3 separate regions of the Mus musculus genome follow, and regions 1 and 2 are each linked to region 3. Evidence: chromatin contacts called from public promoter capture Hi-C data. All regions are on one chromosome and are shown on one strand. The core of a region is the stretch at or near the end of the contact, and the rest is flanking DNA. Distances in the headings are between cores, read along the strand shown. Region 1 overlaps Zbtb20 (zinc finger and BTB domain containing 20). Region 2 overlaps Zbtb20 (zinc finger and BTB domain containing 20). Region 3 holds the start of 4932412D23Rik (RIKEN cDNA 4932412D23 gene).

Region 1 (4,727 bases), core at 395-2,894, 260 kb before region 3:
TCACAGGAAGAGCTCTGCATGCAAGAGGCTCAGGGTTCCAGCCTAGTACTGAGAATATACTGGTAAGATTTTAAAAATTAATTCTCAAAATAAATGTAAATTTAAGGAGAACTACAAGTTTTAGGCTGAATTAGCAAGGTCTTTTTCAAAAGATAGTGAGAAAAGAGGTCCTTGAGTTTTTAATGAAAAGAAATAAAAGTTAGCTTCCACTGCATACTGTTGAGGGATAAATCCAGAGAAGACTGGGTTGGATATCACAGCCCAACACTCTGAACCTCCACAGACTGTGCTGTCACCAGAGCCTGTCATCCAACTATTTACTTTTGATCTAAAAATATCCTAGTCAAAAAGACTGAATGATTACTCCACAGTGTAGCCCGTATTTAGTGATCTGAGAATGAAATTTCATTTCATGCAAGCAAATGGTTTTGCTCTCCCAATCAACGAAGAGCTTCATCATGTGGGAACCATCATTACAAGGGAATGTGAATGACAATTTTAAACAAATGGATTATAATAGAAACGTCTAACAAAGGCTATTTTTCATAATGATATTGCCATTAGAAGAAAGTTAAGGTCTTTCTTTTCACTTAACTTATGAGAAAGAAGAAAGGCGGTTGGGGGGGGGGGAAATGAATGAATGAATGAATATCTTTTGCTTCATAGTTACCCTTCATGCTGCTTAGGAACTCCACTTAAATGTGTCACTTAGGCCTAAACATACAAAGCTTACTCCTAGCGATGAGCATCGTGGCTTTGCTGGGGTTGAAGAGGGTGTGGGAATTTTAAGAGTCTATTTTTGAGCACTACATCTGTGAAACATATGAAATTCATTTGGCCAAAGCAGCATTGTAAAACTAACATTATCAAGGGACTTTTCCTGGGAGAAGAACATCACAGTGACTGTATAGAGGACATGTAGGAATCTTTCCTTCAGAGAAAGGGAGGTGGTGGTTGGAGCATGAAGGAGACTAGGTGGATACTGCTTCCAACTGGATCTTACTTACACTGCCCTTCCATAGCACTTAGTGATGGTATAGGGAAGAAGTCTGACCTCACCATGGACTTTGATGCTTTAGTTATAGTGTGACACACCCACTGAGCCAAGTGTGGGCATCTTCTCTGGGGTTATCTGTACCTTGTGGGACTTGAGAAAGTACTTCCAGAATGACTCACTACTCAATGCACATTAAACAAAGACATCTTGCCAGTGAAATAACATAACCAGCCCAGATACTTTCTAACTTCCTGAGGTAAAGTATCTCATTGGCAGATTCATTCTCATTTTCCCTAATCCATACTCCACCAAACCAATACAAAAAGAACAGGAAGAGAAAATAAACGTAAGAAAAACAATTAGCTAGTGCCCTCTTCAAAGCCTGTAACATTATCTAGAACAACAGCACGGCCATTGTTTGTGCTGCCCAAGCCCTGCATGTCTGCTAGCTTACCCGATGTCCTGAGGGAATAATAAACTAAGCAGATTAGATGTAGACTGATTTGTTCACGCCATCACTGCCTCACACAACACACACACTGTTCTGAGTGTCTGAACACATGCGGGCAGGTAAACCCAGAAAATGGGCACTCCGTGTTGGCAGGAGGGGAAGAGGCTGCCAACAAACAGGGCCTGTTTATTATTTAACAGTTGGTACTGCTAGAGGCCTGGCACAGCTATAGAGCACTCTCTGTTTCACTGCAAGTCAGCCTGATTATGAGAGCGTGTGAGCCAAATTGTGTTTACCATAGTCTGTGAGAACTTCAGTGCCCCCAACAGACATGGAAATTCTTACAATAGCTCTCATCCAAACAGAAAATCATCCCTGAGATGGAGGTAAAGGGCTCCATGTGCTTAAATCTTGTCTCATCAGCTGGCTGTGGGTCTCCCCAGGCTTTTGCTTTTCACTTGTTCAAGATAAATCCTTCCTTTCCAATGCCACAGAATCTAACCCTCTGCTTTTGGTTGCTTTATTTTGGGACCTACATGAACCAAATACCATGGGAGTCACGCACCTACTTGTATTGCTTAAGCCATCCTGCAAGTGTGGCTTTCCAGCCAAAGCCTCTGCTGCCCAGGACAGCTACCCCCTGCTTCTCCTTCGCCGGGGCTGCCTCTGCAGTCAGTCTCTTGTCTGCCAACATGGGCCACAGGTGGATGCCTTCCTACAAATCCAATCAGTGGGATAATGTGCTACTATCACAAGAGTGGACCTTAATGACAAAGAGCCCTGCTTAGATGGTCACCCCATTAACTCTGATTCGATTATTCTGCCCCAGAAGAACACTTGGCTTCACAACCACAGATGGCACCTGCCCAACAGAAAACCTGTAGACAAAGTACTCGCATGTGGTTCATATGTTGTCAAAATATTAAATTTGATGTTAAAAAAATACATGTGTCATAAGAACTCAGAGGCACTGGCTCCCTAGGAAAACCCTCACTGCGTTTTTTTAAAGGCAATCTGTGGCAAGAGCACAAGACTGCTGTGTTAACCAGGCAACATGGATAATCTAATCAATTCCTTTAAAATTTAACATAAATCAATATTCCCTTTAAGTATAAGACCCTGAGGTTTTGTCCTGCATATTCAACTTAAGCAATCTTTGAAACTTTATATAATTTATTTCTATACAACTGTTTATATATTCAAAATAAAACTGACTACAAAGAAACTAGTTCAATATTTTGAACATAAACAATATCTTGGACATATTTTATCCTTAACCATGATTAGATATAACCAAAATGCTTCTAAAATTGAAAATAAAGGCAAACCACTTATCTTACTCATGACTGTATAAACTAATTTTTGTTATTTGTTCTTTTTGTTTGTTTGTTTTGCTTTATTTTGTTTTGTTTTTCAAGACAGGGTTTCTTTGTGTAACCCTGGCTATCCTGGGTCTTACTCTGTAGCCCATGCTGGCCTTGAACTCAGAAATCCACCTATCACTGACACACCAGTGCTGGGATTGAAGGTGTGAGCCACTACTGTATGGCTTGTTCTTTATTTCTTAATTATAGCTAACATAAATATGCTGAGTTATACAAGTATGGTCGGTTTTAAATATTTTCTCAATTTTAAGTGCCACTCAAAGAAGACAATGTTTATCATTAAGTAAAAGTATAATTTTATATTTCACACTATGGTAGTTTTCAAAGACAGTAGTTATCTCTAGGTTATAGATTATGTTCTTCTAAATTAAACAAAACTTAATGATCAAGAAATTTATGCACGACCATAGCTGGTACTGATAATCACTTCCTCCTCTAACCTAGCAAACACTAGGCGAGAGCCTCCAAACCTCCTCTATATAACAATGCTCATATAGTTAGCAGAAAACGGGCTCTGCCACTGTCACAACCATGAGCAAAACAAACAGGTAGGAAGAAGACCATATTGTTCTATGTGTAATGACACTGCATCCTAAAGGGAGCTGTGAAGGACAGCTCACTCTTTTCACACTCACTCACACACATATGCACACACGTACATGCCATAGTATGTATATATACAGGTACATATATATTTGGTGGTAGTTCTTCAACATGAATTTCTTACTTATTTTGTAGCTCTTTGGTGATTTTTATTTATGTAAATTCACTTATCTGAATTTAAACTGAAAGTTTTAACTTAATCTAAAGAAAATGTTATATTAAGCTTAAACTTAATTCATTTCTTGAGTTAATTCTCCACTCTCTTTTTACTTTTATGTATTTGTAGGTGTTTTTTATAATTTAGTAATTGTCAACTGATACTAGATTGTTTAGCTTTTTATTCTCTTAAAAAGAAAATAAATTCTGAATTATTAATGTATCCTCTTTAATTTTCTTATTTATAATTTACAAAATTATTTTAACAAAATTCTCCTTCCTGTTTTGCAGATTCTTGTTATTTTTTCCTGCACCCATCTTGCTGAGTTGAATGTAATGCATTCATTTTAATTTTTTCTAGTAGTCAGACTAGCTAACTTTATGGATTCTGAACGGTATTTTATCTATATTCACATGTTCTCATTTCACTGTAAATTCTATAATGTTTCTTTAAAAAATAAACTTAATTGAAAGAGTTTATTCTTGGCAGTATTGCTGGGACTGAATAAATAAACTAGTGCTGGAGACTGAACCCACGGACTTGCCATGGTAGCCAAATGCCCTATCACTAAGCCACATTTCCATACATTTTAAAACTTAAATGATTTTCTCATCATAATTCTAGTATATGTTTGAAGTATCTTCCTCCTTCCCCAACTCTTTGTTCCTACTATTCAATTTGGCTCTGGTAATAGCTTTGCTTCCTCTTCTATTTCTTATTTCTCTCAGCCAGCTTCATTTCTGTTTGTTGTCACCATCTCTCTGATTCTGCATACCTAACTTTTGACCTTTCAATTTTAAGAGACCACAATGTCTTCTATTTCTATGCCACTACACAAAACCTGCATTATGTTCTGCACTGTTTCCTGCTATACATGTGGACTATCTCTATTTAATGTTACTTAAGCCTTCTTTTAAGCTGTGTGGAGATCCAAAAGAGGTTCCATTCTATTTCTTTTATACAATGAATTAACTCTATCAATGCTGTACCAAAGAAGGAGAGGGAGGAAGAGGAGCATGGGGTGGGAGGCGAGGAAGGGGAAGGTAAGGAGAGGGAGGGGGAAGAGAGCAACAAAGTAGTATATGGTTTATGCTTTTTGATTTTGCCTGTCTTCCAAATAAAAAAAGTTTGGAT
Region 2 (4,835 bases), core at 1,841-4,340, 200 kb before region 3:
TTATCTTAGGCATAGCCTTCTTAAGTCATTTGAATTCACATAAGTCATGTGCTTTCTTGATGAACTTGACTCTTGTAATACTTTTCAATACAAATAATCCAGTGCTATTCACACATACAAACTACAATGATTCCACCAATTGTAAATGCAATCTCACAAAATTTTTTGAGAAATGGAATTACTGTATGATCCACCAATTCCATTTTTGGTTCTAAGTAAAATAAAGTAAAATTGGGTTCTCAAGGTTTATACACGAGTTCACCACAAATATGCAGAAAACTAAAATGTATAAGCAATCAAAGAGTCCACTGTCAAGATGAATAATCAGGCAATATGTGGTATATACACACTGTCAAATATTATTCAGTTATTGAAGATGAGAAACCTGACATGTACCACAACACGGATAAACCCTAATATTATTCACTGAAATAACACAAACACACACACACACACACAAAATCATGTATTTTGTGACATTACGTATAAAGTTGTCACAATCATTGACACAAAAAGTAAAATAGTTTTCAAGAACTGAAGGAAGGAAAGAATGAATGGTACTTTTTTTTTTAGTGTTTTAAAATTTTCAAATTTCTAAAACAAAAAGATTTTATGAATGGCTTGTTGTGGTGTCTGATTAAGCATTATCTATATATTTAAAATCAGTAAAATTTAAACCTAAACAGAAATAAATGGGTAATTTTTATGTTACATGTATTCTAAATGATAAAAAGTGGTAAAACAATAAAAGTATATTAACATTTCTTCTGACTCAGTAAATTGATTTATGATAGTTATAAAATCTCCCTTAAAGCCAAAGAAACAGACATATCTTTAACTATTAACTCTGAGACAATCTATTAGACAATTCCAGACCAAAAGGACAGATCGCTGTTACTCAGATGGTTTTCCGTCAGTGTCTAAAACCAGTCATGGTGATGGCAGCAGTAGCCTTAGAAGTGGGCACATAGAGAAGAATGGAGTTTTAAGCATTTGCTATGTGCTAACAATTGCACTAACATGTGACACATGCTATCTAACATTTAGTGCATTAATACCATGTAAAATTTATAGTTTTAGAATTTTACAAGTGAGGATACAAGAGATTCAACTGAGTCCCATAAATAGTAAGTTGTGAAACCTAAAAAAAGCAAACAAAAAAACCTACTGATATATCTCCGCTGTCCTCGTTGTTGTTCTGATCCCTGAGTAAGTATTCTGATTTGTTACTGAGTCAAGCAAAGAACAAGTACTCGGTTGCTAAGTAAATAAATAAGTAGTTATTACTGTCTTAAGACTTGTATCATTATAATGTGCTCACCTCAAGACACACAATGCAATCGTAGAAGGACCTACAGCACATCTCAGCTGCTCTACTTTGACTTTACCTTTGTTATGTATTTGCAGTTGGGATTCAGAGGCTGATAGAATCCATAATTATAAATATGTATAGAATAAATATAGGTTCCACTCGTTCTGCTTAGTAAAACAACTACACCTTTTTAATATGTTCTGATCTTACCTGACCCAAAGCAAGTCAAGACACATTTTATTTCTGTGAAGCTGATGAGCTAGCAATGGGCAAGGAGGGAGCACAGTGAGTGTGCAAGGCTCAGGCCTGGAGCATCTAGCAGAGAGGTTGCTCGTGCCTATGCTCCAAAGGGTTTCCAAGGTGACAAGGAACTTAAGTATGGATGCCTCGGCCTTTAAATGTATAATGGGGAGAATAAAAATATTTTGCACGTAGTCAGTAAATATTCATATAAAGTAAATACTGGTATTGTAATTCTTGATCTTTAACAATGCAGATGAAGAGATTTTTACATCTAAGCTTGTTTTCAACAACAAGGCTTCTCAGCATCTAGCTGGCCATGTGAATCGTAAAGTAAAGCCCATCACTGTTCACGAATCATGCCTTCAGGGACCACAGGGCTGCTTCCCCAGTGCCAGGCTTGCTTTATGCTACCCAGCGTGCCTTGACCAAGTGCTCTGTACAAGGTACTGTGTAAGGAGCACAGGCACGCCCCTACATTCTCTGTCTCTAGTTTCCTATTCCCCAAGACAAGAGGTTAATTCAGGCCATATTATAATAATGTTTTATTTTTAAAAAAAGATTCTATGTGTGCTAATAGCAGGAAAAATACAGCAGTTATAAGACTTAAAATTTGTGTTATTAAATTCTAGTATTTTTAGTTTGTTAAGGAGACTACTACAAGCCATACAAACAAGTTTTCAATATCAGGAATCTGGGACAAGTGAATAAATTAATTAAATACCTTTATATAAAATTATAGCTGTTTGTATTTCACTTACAGAACTTTGCCTATGATAAATTCAATAATAGTTCAAATCTCTTAAAGATATCCTAGTTTGTCAGAACAAAAATAAAGCTATTAACAAAAGAAACAGAATTGCACTACGAATAACTCTGGAAAAACACCAAGAAGGTAGATTTGATTAAATGATAATATAGCAGGTTTAACATTTCATGGGTATGTTAGTCCCTCATCTAGAATTTATACCTTAATTTCATGGTTTTTCCCATTTCTTCAACCCCAACTGCAGGAGAGACACATGCACAAGTCATATCTCCTCACAATATACTCTTACACTTTCTGAATGGGCCCCACGTGTCCACTGATAGCCAAATGCTTTCAAATCTGTTCAGCTAAATGGATCAATAACTACATCCAGCCCCACACAGTGGGGCTGCCAACATGGTGAAATCAAGCCAAACACAAAATGTCTCTCTTAGGACGAAAAATTATCAACACGGTTTTCTCCAGAGATACACTATATGAGATATACATTATCTAAGGCAGTTGAGATATAGTAAAAATATTTGAGCATTTGAGACAGAAAAGAATTAAGTAAAAGTATTTGAAACTATAACCAGTGAGTGTTATAATGGCCCAGTTTAATAGCCCAAAGTCGACACCTCCTATCTTTCTAACTCAAGAGTACATGAAACATAGATACGCCACAGCACAGGCAAACTGCTAACAAGCTTAACTGTGCTGCCCCTCCTATGACACAGCTGTGAGCAACAACTGAGCAGGTGCAACCAAGCTTTGCTGAATTCCTGCATGTTGCCCAGAAACAACAACACTGCATGGCTGAAATTTTAAACCAGTGCAAACACTCCCACCCTGTCCAGGTTCATCTGGTGACTGAGACAGTGCAGAAGAGAGTAGGTATGCAGCCATCCTGACCTAAAGCAACCTTTACAAACAAACAACTTAAAGCACATCAAAGAAGTTTGATAATAAAACAAAGCTGCCAAAGACAGTGCTTCTCCACTGGCCTGACCTCGGATGCCAGTTGCTTTACCAGCACAGTCCTATAAAGTACTCTCGAATTCACCAGATGAATGCTTTGTAATTAAAATTATTCTGCCTCATCAAATCTTAGAAATGTGTGTCTGATTCTTACAGTGATATGCAATGCAATGTGTTACAAAGTACAGTTCTTTGGAACTGTCAATATTTATAAGACAAATGATCAAAAATTAACAACTGCATATTATGACATCCATAAGCAGTTTTAATGAACAAGACGTAGTAACTCAACAGTTAATACATATACTTGCATAGCTATAAGAAATTCACATACATACCTGTGCAGCTATGAGGCACAAAGAGACTTGCAATTTATCAAGAACTCTGAAATGGAAATCAGAGATGTCATGTAAGCAGAAATTAACTTACCAAACCAAATTCAGAATTTGTACTGATACAACTTGTGCAGATCAGCAGTGTATAAGGAAGATGGAGTCGTTGATCTTCATATGTTCCCACAGGTACTACTCATATATGTGAATGTATGCGCACAGCATCTCAGCAGTGTCATCAAGCCACTGAGACTCACCATGGCCTCTGCAATGGAAATGTTCTCACTAGAGGACTAGGAAAATACAAGTGAATTTTTTTCTTGGTGTTCTTCCAGGCCTAATGCCTTGCTAATACAAATGACTGCTGCTCTCTGAGACAGAACTCCTCCGATTCATCTGCCCTCACTCTGCTAGAACACTGGCGAGCCAACAAAGTGCTTCCACAGAGCAGTCCACAAAAATAATGCAGAAAGAAAACTTTGAATGCTCCTTTAACTTTGGTACAACAGATCACTAGCAGACTGAGTCTATGAGAAGCACTGCTTCCAAAACATGTGGCATACTGCACAGTGCCTCAGCCTGACACCCTGGACTACCTGCTAGGGAAGCAGGGACTGGTAGAGAGCCCCATGCAAGCCCAGCTTAATGCCTGAAGCTGACAATCACATGTGAGAAAATAAACAAACAAACGCACTTGAGTTTAGATGGAAGATGTACTGGAACAGAAAGGATACAAGCTAAATTCTCCAAACTAGAAGTTTCATAATTCTTTCTGAATGGAAAATGAAGTATTTATGTACATCTAAGCCTAGCTGTTAACAGCAACATGATAAGGTCAGTAAACTTTGCTCAAAGGGTCCATAGGTAATTATTTTTATGATAGCTCAATAAAATAGCATCACACATAAAACTGACGTGAGCATGAATTGGTAAGAACCTTCTGGAAGGTTGCCATATGTAGGTATTTACAAGTCAGTTTGAATTTTTTTCTCAATAGGTTTAGTTCTAGGCATCTGTTCATATTATTGGAAACAGATAAAAATCTATGTTAAAAGATACATTTAGAGCTGGTGAAAAGGCTCAAGACATTTGTTGCCACTTCTAAAGACCATAATTTGATCCTTGGAATCCATATGGTAGAAGGACTGACTCCTTAGTTCGTCCTCTGACTTACACCTGTGCCTTGATTCAGGTTCTAACCTACAAACATGTACACAATATACAG
Region 3 (4,684 bases), core at 1,885-4,384:
ACAAAAACAAAGAGTATAAATTATTTAAATAAAAGTTTTCAGATTGTCTTGTAATCATAAACACATTCTATACCTTCAAACTTGGTAACTTCTTTAAAATCTAGTTTGTAAAACACGAAAGCTGCTGGATTGTTTAATTAAAAAATAATAATCTCTTAGCAATGAGGAGTAGACAAAGTCCATTACCTAATGACTTAAGCTCCACAGAGACCAACAATTTCCCCCTCGCGTCACTGTTCCATCCCAAGTATCCAGAACTGCTGGTGATGTTGCCATGACTATTTCAGAAAATAAAACTTCCCTTCCATATCTGAAATAATTTAAAATTCATTTATGTTGTAAATCATTTACAGGAATTTAGTTGTAGCTTTTATTGCTCTTTTAAATGGCCTAGTTATTCAGTCTAGGCTTTTATCTGGGAAGCTTAGTTTGTCTCAAAAGTCTTCTGAAAATCTGCAGAAATGACACAAAAACAACTCACTTGAAAAGGCTTTGCTCTTCTATCTTTTTCCTTTATCAATCAGTCAAAGTCATACAGGCAAACAGGAGTACGCTATATGTCCCAAAGCCTTGCCACCTAACTAGGTGTCAGAGTCAACACCATATCTAACCGATCTAAACACCCACCCCCAGCATTGCCCTCAAGTAAAAAACATACTCTTTGCCTCATTACCTAGTCAATAAACTCAGGATCTTGGTATAGTGAGAATCCCAAAATGCTGGCCTACCTAGGCAGACAAACAAAGACAGCTTCCAGAACATGGATAAAATTTAATCATTTTTAAGCTTTTTTTTCTAACCTAATAAACACTAGAAGGTCATCAGGAAAAGGCATTATTGCTCTGGAGCCTGGTGGGGGTATACCTGTCAACCTGCTCTTCATAGCTGAAATGCTTGTACTTCTGTCATCTAAGACCTGAATCAAAGCCCCAATGCCTGATTGCCTCACTCTCTGGGCAGCTCAGAGACTTCCAGAAAACTCCAATTTCTTCTCCTCACAGGTTTATTTCAGCACCGTTTGACCTCAGACACAAAGTTCTGCAAATGGAATTCAATGGAATTCAGAACCCCAATCTTAGGCTTTTACACTAGAGCAACTGAACAGAACCATCTGTGGTTCTTCAACAATTCTAAAACCAAGTTTCTTGGGAGGATTCAAGAGATGCTGGAGTACCACCATGTCCTACCTGCGTGGGCACTCTGACGATTTATTAGGAATTCTAACGAGCAAGGATCTGAGAGAATAAGCGAGTTGTTTGTTGGTTTGTTTCATCTACTTTCCCTAGAAGTCAAGTCAAACCTAACTGTAACGCAAAAATACAAAACGTAGTCAGATCCTGACATAGTCATTTGTGGAGAGGGTCAGAGGGTTGGGGTCTATTCCCACAATATAGAAAAATGTCCTTGAGACAAGAAGCTAAACCAGGAATCCCAGTAAATCCTGTGAGAGCGTTAACTAGCCATTGATTCCTTGAATTGAGAGCTCACACTATTTTTCCATAAACTAGTATTTGGATGTTCTAAGTTTTTCAATGGCAACAAGTTGCAGCAGTAACTTGGAACACTGTTCACTTGAAATCACTGTATACGCTGAAATTTTTTATAGCAGAAAATACCAAAGTGAGAAAAGTCCACTTTAGTAACATTCTGGTGTGTGTGTGTGTGTGTGTGTGTGTGTGTGTGTGTGTTTAAAAAATAGTAAATTTCACTGTCTAAAAAGGTAACATGTTCAACTTAAATCTGGGCCAATGATTCTGAGGACTATACCATCAGGTGCAGGCTTCCAAATGTTTTCCCATGCCATTCAGATTTCTGCTGGAGAACTGTCTTGCTTCTTCAGACCTGATTTGACCCGGTTCGGAGTAAGAGATCATCAGATTACCGAGCTAGGTAGCGTAGCTGTACGCCATATTGTGTTTTTCGCTAATGTTTATAGTCTGTGTGTGTGCCTAGCATATGCTTGTGCAAGTGTGTTTATCAATACAACTTTTACGAAATCCCTGCCTCCTGCCTCTTCTGCATCCTTAGGAAGGGGAGGGGCTGAAGGGGGACACTGAGAGCCCCCCACACAGGGAAAAGCATTAAAACAATTAGAGGACCACATTTGAATGAACTTCAAAACCATACTCCTGTATTTGGGGATGGGGTAGGTTTTGTTATTTTGTTTTGTTTTGTTTTATGTCTCAAGGTATGAGAGAGCGTTAACTTTTTTTTTTTTTTTTAATGTTTCGGAAGGGGCCCAAAGGCTAAAGAGAGGAGGACAGGGTTCAATCCTTGCCAAGCCCCCCTGTCTACGGGTGAGAGCAAGGCAGGCTGGGCTACGCGCCCAAGCCCGGGTTCTCCGAAGCCAGTTCTCTGCGCGGGAGGAAAGCGACTGGGAGGGCGGAGGGAGGGAGAGGAGAGGGGCGGGAGCCGGCGCCGCCAACAGCTCCGGAGCCCCGGCCGGTGCCCCTCAGCTCCTCTTCTGGGAAGCCGCGACTCCAGAAGCGGGGAGGAGAGACTAGACGCAGTGGCAACGACCGGACGCCCCGCCCGGGCCAGCGGCGGACCCTCCCCGCAGGGTCGCGCGAGGCCGCCGGGCGGGCGCGAGGAGGGGCGGCGGGAGGGCGCGCGGGGCGGGGCGGGGCAGAAGCCCCGGGCTGCGGCTCGGAACTCGCGCCACGGCCCCACCCCGCCCCCTCCTCGGCGGCCCGTCACCCCCGACTCCCCGCGACTCGTAGACGCCCGGCCGCGCTCCGCACGCACACACCCCTCCCTCCCGCCCGCCCCACAACAAATTAGAGTTTTTGGCGTTACCTCCTCGCGCTCTTTAATCTTCTTTCCTCAACTCCTAAACTTCCCCCCGCCCCTACTTCTTCGGCAGAAGGCCCACATTGGGCGCCCGAAGCCGCGAACCTCTACCTTGTCCTACTATTGGGCGGCTCGCATGCCACTCGCTGCTTCAGCTGACCAATAGCGTTTGGACAGCCCTCGTGAGGTTGCCGCCCATAAACAAAATGCACTCTTCCTCCTCCCCTCCGCGGCTCCTCCCCTAACTGCCCCTTCTCTCATCTCTGTCATCTTTGATTGGCCTAGGAGACACCCAATCCGCTATCTCAAGCATCAACTGGTGAGCGGAAACTTCACTCAGAGCAGTTTTAACAGTCTATTGGTCAATGTTCTCAACTCTTCCCGCCCACCAGCGCCCTGTGTAGAGAGGCCAGCTGTCTCTGGTTATTCAGTGATCCAAGAGCTGGGAAACTATTGGTCGACAGAGGCCGTCAGACCGGACTGTAGTGATCGGTGATTGGTCAGTATAGGCACGATCAAGTTTGGTTGTTTACTCCTCCACTTCCCCACCCTCCTTTTCATCCACGTCCCCGCCCCCTCCTGACTGCTTTTACTTTCTACGCATTTCTATTTCCTCCTTTATTTATTTATTTGTGATAAACTTAAATGACCCGAGGATAGAGGCGGGACTCCAAGAGGGGCTAGAGGATGACGGGCGGCGGCCCGGGGCCAATTGTCGCGGGGACTGCGGGGTGAGGGGCAGCGGCGGCGGCCAGTGAGAAGCAGGTGTCTGCCGCGCGCCGCCTATGGAGCCGGGATGCCCCAGCGGAGGCGGCGGTTACCCGCTGTCTGGCTCGCCCAGAGGGGGAGGGGAGGGAAGGGGTTCAGTGCAGGGAGGAGGGGTGTCGTGGTCACGGGCAGTGGATGTCCTAGCGAGCAGGATCCTGGCGGTGGGAGGGACCGCTGGGCGGGAGGCGACCTGAGGCCCAGGGAGACAGAGAGGCGGGAGCAGTTTTAGGACTCCCAGGGAATGTGTTTCTACAGAAAAATACCGTGTAAAACCGTCTGCAGAGAGCCGCCCTTAATATCAATGAGGATTTATTATCCTACCGGAAAAAGCAGATTATGTTTCTTATTACTAAACGCCTGAAGTACTGACGACCCAACTGAAGCCCACAAAATTCAATATCCTGGGAGCTAGAAGGAATAAAGCAACACGGAAAATTAAATGCAGTTCAGATGCTTCAATAAAACCTTCATCTTCATCCATTTGTCACTCAGCATAGTACTCCCCAGAGCCAAATTCTAACAAATACTGGTCAGGCAAGGGCGGGGTGGAGGAGGAAGGGGGTGAGGCCTGAGGCCAGCAGGAAGCCAAGGATAGATTCCTGAAAAGAATTCCTTAAAAGGACTAAGATGGAAAAAAGAATGGCTTTTCACTCTACAAAGAAAAAGAATTCCTGCCAAAATAAGAACTAATACTTTTTAAGGAGCTTAATTTGTCACGAAAGGGATTTGTCAGAAACACCAACCATACAAAGAAACTGTATTTGTAGTATTGGTTATTAATACAGAAAATAATCTTATAGATTATAGACTTGAAAAATAGATTCTGGTAGACTTGAAGTAAGTTTAAGCCTGGATTTCACGTAGGTTTCCTTGACACACACTAAATACTTTGAACACCAAATGTTTGCTTTGACTAAGTAGAAGTCTGGCAGACCATAAGCAAAACAAAATTAGCCCTGACTTAAAAAAAAAAAATAGCACAAGGCCTTGACTTCATTAGTACATTAGGGCCTTTCTGAAGATTATGGGTGTGGCTATCAGAATCTAGAAATTGCTTAAAATATAAGAGAACTGAAGGATGTTCAAAGTAAAAAGTGCTACCGAGTGTGGATTTAAATTTGTGTAT

What was found. Promoter capture Hi-C pulls out the DNA fragments that hold promoters and counts their contacts.
Region 1: a contact with region 3 is called in a promoter capture Hi-C map of liver, with 3 times the contacts expected there. The contact joins the enhancer-like site here to the promoter of 4932412D23Rik in region 3. A contact is called at or near these places in 8 of 39 promoter capture datasets (3T3-L1-derived adipocytes, cranial neural crest, frontonasal cranial neural crest and 4 more), 1 of 115 datasets of contacts at active chromatin or transcription factors (bone marrow-derived macrophages) and 1 of 9 other capture datasets (pancreatic islet).
Region 2: a contact with region 3 is called in a promoter capture Hi-C map of hippocampal neurons, with 5 times the contacts expected there. The contact joins the enhancer-like site here to the promoter of 4932412D23Rik in region 3. A contact is called at or near these places in 3 of 39 promoter capture datasets (hippocampal neurons and liver) and 1 of 484 Hi-C or Micro-C datasets (muscle stem cells).

What each region holds. Positions count from the first base shown.
Region 1 is chr16:43,127,653-43,132,379 of GRCm38.p6, reverse strand. The region is part of intron 2 of Zbtb20 (zinc finger and BTB domain containing 20); the gene reads right to left. Among named protein-coding and RNA genes, the nearest start is that of Gm25873, 3.8 kb to the right of the region's middle. Within about 2 kb of position 1,644, at least 73 of the 459 cell types and tissues checked have an H3K27ac peak or open chromatin away from gene starts, as enhancers often do. A contact at or near this core is called in liver and pancreatic islet, where this site is marked.
Region 2 is chr16:43,071,251-43,076,085 of GRCm38.p6, reverse strand. All of the region lies in intron 2 of Zbtb20 (zinc finger and BTB domain containing 20), which reads right to left. Among named protein-coding and RNA genes, the nearest start is that of Gm25873, 53 kb to the left of the region's middle. Within about 2 kb of position 3,090, at least 30 of the 459 cell types and tissues checked have an H3K27ac peak or open chromatin away from gene starts, as enhancers often do. A contact at or near this core is called in hippocampal neurons, liver and muscle stem cells, where this site is marked.
Region 3 is chr16:42,874,037-42,878,720 of GRCm38.p6, reverse strand. It overlaps 4932412D23Rik (RIKEN cDNA 4932412D23 gene), which reads left to right and starts at 3,134. Exons shown (of 4, transcript NR_040521.1): 1 at 3,134-3,289. It also overlaps a transcript of Zbtb20 not described here.